Linked DNA regions of Gasterosteus aculeatus: region 1 is linked to region 2. A link is a contact called in public Hi-C data. All regions are on one chromosome and are shown on one strand. The core of a region is the stretch at or near the end of the contact, and the rest is flanking DNA. Distances in the headings are between cores, read along the strand shown. Region 1 holds the start of ptrhd1 (peptidyl-tRNA hydrolase domain containing 1). Region 2 overlaps afdna (afadin, adherens junction formation factor a).

What was found. Hi-C and Micro-C count contacts between places; a contact is called where the count stands out from the background.
Region 1: a Hi-C map of skeletal muscle shows a contact between it and region 2, with 4 times the contacts expected there. The contact joins the promoter of ptrhd1 here to the enhancer-like site in region 2. A contact is called at or near these places in 2 of 6 Hi-C or Micro-C datasets (skeletal muscle and whole body).

Annotation. Positions count from the first base shown.
Region 1 is chr18:5,324,139-5,328,964 of fGasAcu3.hap1.1, reverse strand. ptrhd1 (peptidyl-tRNA hydrolase domain containing 1) reads left to right here and starts at 2,371. Exons shown (of 2, transcript XM_040161195.2): 1 at 2,371-2,677; 2 at 3,415-4,410. The coding sequence starts at 2,465. The coding sequence ends at 3,585. It overlaps fam184ab (family with sequence similarity 184 member Ab), which reads left to right. Exons shown (of 21, transcript XM_040160480.2): 21 at 1-769.
Region 2 is chr18:5,206,171-5,211,320 of fGasAcu3.hap1.1, reverse strand. afdna (afadin, adherens junction formation factor a) reads left to right here. Exons shown (of 40, transcript XR_013453327.1): 9 at 151-195; 10 at 1,167-1,261; 11 at 1,915-2,165. Among protein-coding and RNA genes, the nearest start is that of LOC120812025, 6.5 kb to the left of the region's middle. Within about 2 kb of position 2,055, at least 1 of the 9 cell types and tissues checked has open chromatin away from gene starts, as enhancers often do.

The DNA of each region.
Region 1 (4,826 bases), core at 1,122-3,621, 120 kb before region 2:
CTTTTCATTGAGAACTGGCTGGCGTTCATGTGGAGAAAAGGTCCAGATCATCAGCTTCCTGCAGTTGACTGAGGTGAAGCTGAATTGAACCCGGATCCGGACCGTCAAACGCCATTACTCTGATCTGATTTGATTGTTTGATTGTCTCTGATTGTTTCACTTTGGACGAGTTTCTCTTAGTACAGTGACAAATGATCATCAGTATGTTCGATGTTTCTTTTATTTCTTTTACTTCCTAACTAATTTTTGCGGTTGATTTAAAAGTAGGAAAAAAAACGAGTGATGCATTTTCATGCTGCTAATTGCCATTGTTGGACTACGGTAAGAAATATATCTATATAAAGAAATATACGGTAGGTTATTGTGCTCTCTCTCTCTCTCTCTCTCTCTCTCTCTCTCTCTCTCTCTCTCTCTCTCTCTCTCTCTCTCTCTGTATGTGGGCCACTGCATCCAGCATCTTAGACTAGGAGTGCTGATCTAAGACCAGCTTGCCTCCTCATTTATGGTGAAGTTTTACATGGAACCTGATCCTAGATCAGTTACACTTCTCTGATATGCTCTGTGAATACAGGCTCTGATTTTAGGACGGCACCATCGTGGCAAGTTTGTTACAGCTGCATAGCAGATTTTGGTAGAATATTAAAACCTGTTTGTATGGTCGTCTGTCTCAACACAGATATAATGATGTCTCACCAATTTTAAAAACAAAAATAGCATATTTTATATTTATATTATAATGTGTATGCTTAATAAATTATTGTGACATTTACTTGTGTACAGTTGTCATTTTTTTGGATGAATCTGGGGTTTACTTTCTCAGGATTTTAGGGGATGCCAGATTATGGAAGATCACAAATGCCAAAAATACTTTTTTCTCAGAATATGTGTGAATATGAGAGCAACTATCAAAGCATTTTATTTTTATAGAACAAGGCTGATGAAACACTAAGAAGAGGCAGGCTGTTGGGGAATTTGGTCTAACAGCATTGATTAACTGGACTGCGCTCTCAGCAAGAGACTTACGAACATGAGGGCAAAGCTTCAACAACGAAGCTCTGATGTTTACCCAACAGTGGCACATTACAAACATCATGTCAAATGTAATGTTTTGTATTTACTGTATTTACACTTGTAGATCTGGGTGCTCTTGAATATTAACTTGCAGCTTAACAAGAGATTTCTCTTGTGCTTGCTCAATGGTTTTGCCTAGGGCTGCAACTAACGATTAGTTTGATAATCGATTAATCAGCCGATTATTTCTTTGATTAATCGATGAATCAGAAAAAAAAACAGCATTAAAAACCTTTAATTTACAACCCTTTATTGTAAAACAGAACTGCAAATTCACATTGCAAAAATACTTCAGAAAGTACAGGTTGCTCCTTGTACATAGTAATTTATAAAAAATAAAGGATTTGTTTTAACGTCTTGTTCTCTATACTACACTCACAAACTCTCACTTACAAACACACCCCCATGTTCACAAGCTTATTCTTTAACTTATTACCATCATTGTAGAGCAAGTTAAGTAAATGTATACACCCCATCTAAGTACAGCTAAAAACAACCAAGTGCTATGAGATGAATTTAAAATGGCATGTTACCAAGCCAGGGACATAAAAAAAAAAACGACCTCAAAATAACCAGAAAAATAGTATACCCTGCATACTTAAGGTTCATTAATAAAAAACATAAAGGAGGAAAAAACATATTTTATGTTACATTACATTAGAGGTCATTTAGGTGACGCTTTTATCCAAAGCGACTTACATTGCATTTGTGGCGCACCCTCTCTGCCCTGAGTTTTGGGAAACCAATGGGAACGTCCAGCGACTTTCAGACCCAATAACGTGAAAACTAAAGTATTTAATGCAACTAAAAAAGGTTGGAAAACAATGTCTGGGACGTTACCAAGCCGCAACTCATTGGGTGGCGTAATAATCGCGCGACACAACAAATCGATAATAAAATCCGTTGCCAACGCTTTTAATAATCGAATTTTAGCGATTTCAACGGTTTGTTGTTGCAGCCCTAGTTTTGCCAGCAGTGAACTTCCACACTTCTTCCGGAAATGTATCAAAATATATTTTAAAAAGAGATAACTGCTGTCGCTTTGTAATACTGTAATACAATCAGTACACTGAACCCCCTTTTCGTAATTATATTAAATAATGTAAATCTAATTAAAGTAAAGTATTAGGAATTATGAAGTAATTGTATCTATATGTTTGTATTTTAACGTGGGAGAGGACATAAAGGAAGGACGATTTTCTAAACATAATATATATCATCCATTTATTAAAATGATCTTATGCTCGGCTTTAAGAGACAACGATTTGTTGATTTATTGAAATCACCAGCAGAGGGCAGGAACGTGTCAATATGATTTAACAATAAACGACATTGGCTGAACAGGAAGATAAACAAACCCGGACCTGGGTTGGCTTCCTGTTCGGGCTGGAAGATGGCAGCAGTAACAGGAGCCGGGTCTCCTGGCCGGCTGGTCCAGTATGTTGTCGTCCGGTCGGATCTGGTCCACAAGCTGTCCTGGCCCCTGGGAGCCGTGATAACTCAGGCGTGTCACGCCGCTACGGCTGCCATCCACCTGCACTACGGGGACCCGGACACACAGCGGTACCTCGCCGAGCTGGACGCCATGCACAAAGTGGTGCTGGGGGTGAGCGCCACACTCCCTACAAATATCCCTCGCTTTACTTTGCACGATGGTTGAATAGTTTATTACAACGTGTGTGACATTGACAACACGTGATACCTGTTCTGGTTTGGTCGTATTGATCGACTTTGTGAGTTCTAAAACCGACTTAATGTCGTTCACGCTGTTGCTAACGTGGTTTAAGGTGAGCGATGTCATTTATAGAACCACACGTAACGTTAAAGCAAAAAGCTCGCAAAGTTCTGTCTGAACTATGAAATGAGAGCCGAATTAAAACTCCTTGAGAATATATTTCATAAAAGATGGAATTGCCCTCTTGCTTTTATATATGTGTCCTAACGATGAAATCAATCTAAACGATGGCATTTATAATGGAGTATGGTATCGCTTCATTGAAGATTCAATTAACTTATCTAACCGTTTTTAGAGAAACCAAATAATAGATAATGATATTGTATATGTATTGTCAATATAAATCTAATGAAACTCTAATGTAATCTATTATAAGATGAAACCCTCCCTGCCAAATAGTACATAGTAGAATTCTAACAATTCAACTAGTCTATATATACAGGAATGAACAAATATAAGTAGACTTACGGTTTTATATCAACGTATTCCCTCACATGGAGCACTGTAATTAGTTGTGAAGTAATGGCAGTTTGTGGTCATTCTATGAATGTTCCTGTATATTTAGTAGCCTGGCTTACTGTCCACATCTGTAATGGATTTCCTTCCAGGCTCCAGACGAGGCTGCCCTTTCCGGGTTATCAGAGAATCTTACACAGGCCGGGGTGGCCCATAAGCTGTGGATCGAACAACCGGAGAACATCCCCACCTGCTTGGCTCTGAAGCCATGTCAGAAAGAGACAGTCCAGCCGCTGCTGCGCAAGTTCAAACTCTTCAAATGAATGCCTTGGACCAAAAAAGATCAGCCAGCTGTGCATTACAGTGCATGTCCGTAATATCATTTCACCTTTTAAAGATCTCCATCTCAGTGAATCCAAACACCTGTTGTGTCCAAGATTGGACTGTTGTGTCAAAGATTAAAGTCGGAAAATATTAAGTTGTTTTCTCCACCACTAAGCGGCAAAAAAGCACACAGCATTTGTTTTGCAATCATGTTAATGAGGCAATTGATAAGTAATACATATCGTCGATGTTGCATAAAGACAACTATGTAAACATATCAATAATGCAGCAAGAATGCATTTTACTTACAGCTACAAAAAATGGTATTGCTCTCTTCGAGGGTTTGCGGTAAATCTGTGAAGGGTTTTTCGGTCAAATAATTGCTCACATTCTCAGCATACTTTTAACAGCATTATAGTTTTACCCCCTTACTAGTTTTCATACAATGAACCTGCACAGATCATCCATCTGGAGTACCACACAGGAACAATTCTGTTAGGAATATTCTATTGCTGTTGTAACAGGATATTCTCAAATGGGTAGCTCTGTTACAGAGTACGGCTTCATGTTTATACACAGTGTTACATATTCATAATGCGCTGTATTACAGTGTGCGACTTTGCGTTAAAATTACAAGGACAAACTTACTAAGCATCAAGTCTGTAATCTAGGTCATGAACTCTCTGGAATACATTCAGTGCCGATTTGTTCCGCCTGTGAAATGGAATCTCAAGCTTTTTGCCTGGATGTTTGTGTCAAAATTATTATTAGAATAAGATTCATGAGTGTGTCTTCAAAGGGTAATAAAGGGTTTTTTAAATGACGTTCGGCCCCATCATCGTCTGCCTGTGTGAACAACGGAGTAACTACACTCTTCATTTCCCCCGTCTGGAAAGTAGTTTTTAGATTAGATTAGATTTAACTTTATTGTCATTGCACAGAGGTGTACTGAGGCAACAAAATGCAGTTTAGCATCCAACCAGAAGTGCAAAATAGCAAAAAGTGTTAGAGTATGTGCATATGTAAAGTGTAATAAGTGAATAAATAGATATGTACAGTAAGAAATAGATATGCAATATGAACAGTAATTGGGACAAGAATAGCAGCAATTGAGGTAAGAAGTGTAGGTATGATAAGTATATGTAAAGTGCAGGTGTAAGTATTAGTGGTGGTAATAAGTGAGATGAAGTGAACGAGGTATTAGTAATATTATATTTAAGAGGTATTGTAGGTATAAGTA
Region 2 (5,150 bases), core at 806-3,305:
TCACCCTCTGCTATGTGTCTGTTTTCTTCCCCACCTTTTTATGGCATGGTGTTTGTGTGTGTGTGTGCGTGCGTGCGCGCGCGTGTGTGTGTGTGTGTGTGTGTGGTGTCTTGCGCATGTGTCCTTCTACCTGCGTGCCTGTTTGCCTAGGCCGAGGGAATCACTATGCCTACTACGCCTATCGGCACCACGAAGGTAAAATAATTCCACCACACCTCCTCTGTGTCTGTTGCAATGGCTGATCGGATTGTTAGGAGGGGGTGCAATAATCCCTTTTTCCCTGCTTAAGCATCCTCTTGGTTCCCCAGACAAAAGGCCACGATTTTTTGGGAGGGATTTTTTATTATTTTGAAACGAGCTCCGTCGCGAAGCAGAAGACTCTTCACAAATGTACTTTAATGATTATGTTTTAAGTATGAAGACAAACGCCAGTTGGCAAGTGCCAAGCTAACGGTAGGCTGTAAGAGAGCTGCACCAATTCACAGGATATAGCTGCTCGGCAACCACCTTATGAGGATGTGGATATGACATCAAATTAAAAATATTAACTACATATTTTCATTATCAAAATCTTTTTACAATTTGACGCTTCATATGCACACATGTTATTGTCATTTTTACTGAGACATATAACATAGCATTTTCTCAGAGTAACATCAAATGCTTTTAAGACACGATGTAGAAAACCAAAAATGACGCAGCAATTTTGGAGTAGTAAAGTAGTAGTAGAACTTGGAGCCCATTGTTATTGAACCTGATTTCACGGCGGTCTGTCGTAGATACATTGTAACCATAACGGATGTGATCATGCAGCCCGCTTCCTAATGAACCTCATTCGATGGAAGTAGAAGCTAGGCTGTCCTGGTAGCCTTGTTACATTTTCTTTTGGATTATTTTTATAGTTTGTTCTGAGGTTTTCATGGTCTTTTATCAGCGCAGCCAATCTTTCCCCTTTTTTTCTGGTGAACTAATATGCCGCTTTGCTTTTAACTAAACTCCTGTTTACTAATAATCAATAACCTAACCAGCCACCCACCGTTTTATTTTTGTCACGTTGTACCCGCTGTACTCCTGTCAACTGTGTGGGGACAGTTGATAAGCAATATGAGTGAGCAGACGCCCGGTGCTAAATGTGAGTGTTTGGATGTGTTTGTGTGCGCGTCTAGACGGGTCCGACTCCCGCGACAAACCAAAGCTCTACCGGCTTCAGCAAAGCGTCACCGAGGTCGGCTCGGACTGCACGGAGGACGGAGCCATCCAGGTAACTACGTCACAAAAACGCTGATGTTGAGTCAATGTCAGTGAATGTATGTGTTCAAATTCAGATTTTATGTATAACAGCAAATCATCGAGATTTGCGGACTGCTGGAGATCTACTGGACATGAATCATACGGGTTTAGCTGAGATTATCTATGTATTTTATGACTTTCATCTGCTTGACAAAAGGGCTCTTATTTGCCCCTCCAGTCTTTGAAAAATCCCCTCCTTCTTTCCCCCACCCCAGAAGGCACATGGGTAAGACAACCAAACAACAAACGCCCCACTTTTGACCCATAAAAGGAAACTTTAGATCCCTGTGCAACTCTCACATGGCTCCAACATCATAACATGGAGTCATGTGTAGATTAACATAGAGGAGCCAAACTGATTTCAGTGCCCACACTAATCAAATTACAGTACTAAAAAAGTCATGCTTTCTCAGGAGAAATCAAACTTAGCTGAATTCTGTTTGAATATCTTTTTGGGAAGCACAGAACTACATTTCATAGGATTTCTTGGGTAAACTCATTTAGAATCTTAACTTACATTTAAAAAAAAAAAAGCAATTAGGATGCACTGCAACAGCTCACAGAACACCTGTTGTAATGCGCAAGCTGCTTTGTGGTGACCCGCTTGCCCTTGTTTGCCTCCAGCTGCTCGGCCCGGGGATCCTGCCCCACCACTGCAACCTCATGCACAGCGAGGGCATGGTGACCGTGACGCCTCACGGCCCAGACGCCGACACCTTCGTGGACGGGCAGCGACTCAACGAGACCACGGTGCTGCGTTCGGGCTCCACCCTCCAGTTCGGCTCAGTGCACGTCTTTAAGTTCGTGGACCCGATGTTCGACCAGGGCGGGAAGAGAGAGACGGCCGCCATGATGAGGAGCCGACACAAGTCCGGGTGAGGAGGCGTTCGGCGCTTAACGCACCGTTCATTCCCCCACTATTCCAGAGGAGAGGGTGTTGTTGTAGATGAAGGGAGGAGTAGATGCGGTTTGGGAGTTGGCGGGCCGAGCGAGGTAGATGAAGGGGAAGGAAAAGGGGGAGGAGGGAAGCCTCTGGGTTGCACCGGTGGGGATAATGAGGAAATGAGAGGAAGAGCGGAGGTCTGGGGTTATGGCAAGCGGGCTGCCATCTAATCCGAACTACATGGCGCAGGGTGTGGCCTCCCTCCCGCTCGCTGTCGGTACACACACTTGACAGGAGAAAGGAAGGGGGAGCACACCCGATAAGAGGAGAAGGAAGTATGTGAGCCGGCTGACGATGAGGAAAAGACCAGAATAAAAGGTTTTGAACTGGAATTGAATGGCTTCTAATGACTCAATGGATGACTGAGAGCAGGCGAAAGAGAGGTGTGAGCGCTGTAAGTAACTGACGCCTTAACTCACCGCTCTGTGCGGCTCTGCATGAATGGCTTCTTTCAAAGGAGTAGAAGTATTTTGGTTTCTCTTGTATAGCGTGTGTCCTGGTTTCTTTTAAGGATTTTGAGATCTACGGTGGAACTTTTCTCAAGTGTTGTTTGTTTAAATTCAATGGCAGATTGTAGAGCGGCTTTTCTGTACCGGGGAGCGATACCTATTTTAAACTCTGAAGTGGACCAAAAAGGTACAAAACTGTCAAATTGATTTGGTTAATATACCAGTAATGAGTGTGAGTGTGAGTGTGAGTGTGAGTGTGTGTGTGTGTGTGTGATAAATGTCCCCTTGGTGGCGATAAACCGACAGATAACAATGACTCTCTGTACGCTCACGGTCAGGTCAGAGTAGCAGCGTCGTATCGTCTCTCGGGTCTTTCCATCTTTGCTGGTGGCCCACATCTTTTCTGCTTGTGGCCTTTCAGCAGCCACTGGCATCTGTTTCCATTCCCGCCGGCACAGAGCGAATGTAAGATGATGTGGGTTACTCGTGGCTAAGATCTGGCTGCTAAAGGGCAAGATATTGCCTCCGGGAGTTAATCATTAGATTAATGTGTAAATACAGTGATGACACAGCGACCGCCGCATCTTGATAAACTGGCAATGCCCGTGTTTACAGCTGGTTTGATCTGATTCTTCAATAATGCCCAATTGTACATTAATCAGACCACCTAACCAGCCTTCTCAGGGTCAAATGGTATACTCAACAACTGTGTAGCTTTTCTTACTCTCATCTTCATTTTTGAAGTTAAAGAAACTTTAGTGTACTCTGTGGAGTAACACTGTCTGTCGCTTTGAGCAGTGTCACCTCAGTCTGGAGTAAAAGCCTGAATTGCTGGAAGTGGATCCTTGTGGTTGTCTGGGCTACTTTGCAATGTTCTGCTGTACAAACTTACACCGATACCTCGTTCATTTGAGCAGGACACTCATCACAATGTTTGGAGCGATTAGAGATGCAATTTGTCTGAAAAGGCCCAATTTATTTTTGTGAGCACACAGCTATTTGGCATCGGAAGTCTGGCAAGAAACATAATCTGTAGAGATGCTCCGATCAGGTTTTTTGGTGCCGATCACCGATCACTGAAATCAGTATCTGCCGATCCGATAATACCGATCACGGTGTCAATTTTAGCATTCTATTTATTGTGTAGCATTATTTATGAAATGAATTATTCTTAAGAACATTGGTTTTGTATTTTAAGTATTTAAATTACGAGACGAGAGAGTATCATGAATTGACAACCATCCGTTTTATTGCAGGGAACGTGCAACATTCCAATGTAGAAAAGCTCTCTCGCTTACTATAAAATGTGTAAATAATAATCAATATTAAAACAATAATAAAAATATAAATCTTTAAATGAAAATCACAACAATAGAATAACATGTGCAACATTCCACTCTCTAGAGGCTCTCAATAGAACTTGGAGCTTATAGGAGCTAACAGACAGAATAAAGATTAAAGGTGCACAGGAAGTCAGCAATTAAACAAAACATGTATATCTATCTGTATAGTGTCTCACTCACTCACATACTTCACTCACTCAACTCACTCGGAGAGGGGGCATACTAGAGTATTCAAACCTTACTTCTGATTAAGCAGCATCACTGGCAGATTTGCCTTGATAAATATAAGCATCTCAGCATTTTTAGGAGTCAACCTGTTCCTCTTCTCATCTAAAATATGTCCTGCTGTGCTGAAAAGTCGCTCGCTATCTACACTTGTACAAGGTGCGGAGAGGACGACTCGTGCTGCTAAACTGCGCAGTTAGGCTCAGCATAGACACAGGACAGACACTCGAACTCCAAATGTCACTCGTGAAGCTAACTGCCCTGATGTTGTCCTTCATAAGGCTCTCGATGTGCGTGTAGACATTTCGGTATAATTCCGGCAGACAAACGTCAGTTAGGTATTTTCGGCCCGGCAGCGTATAGCGTGGATCCAAGCAGGATACAAGGCGTTTGAACCCGGCGTCTTCCACAACAGACAGTGGCTGCTGATCAAGGCATATGAATTCCATTACCTTTGCATTTAATTCCTTTCGTCTCTTGTTGTCATTGCTGTATGGTTGCTGTCGTTTCAATGTCTCTGTTACGGTCAGCTGAGTGAGTGGCGTTTGGGAAGAGGTTGCACGCTCTTTGTCTTTATCTGCCTTAACGCTCGCCAACTTCGTAAACTCCTCAAATTCCTTGATGTGACAAGCTTTCAAATGCCGTATGAGGTTCGTGGTGTTGAAACCCCTTTGACGCGTTCCTCAACGGGGAACTACTTTTGAGCAGACGTTGCAAACTGCAAATTTATTATCTTTTTCCGACACCTTGTAATATTGCCAGACCGGCGAAGCCATTTAATCGGCCAAATTTGATCGGCCGTTTTGAGAACGCCGATCAAAACCGATAATGGCAATATCGGCCGATATGGATCGGCGCCGATCAGATCGGAGCATCTCTAATAATCTGCCACCACGTTGC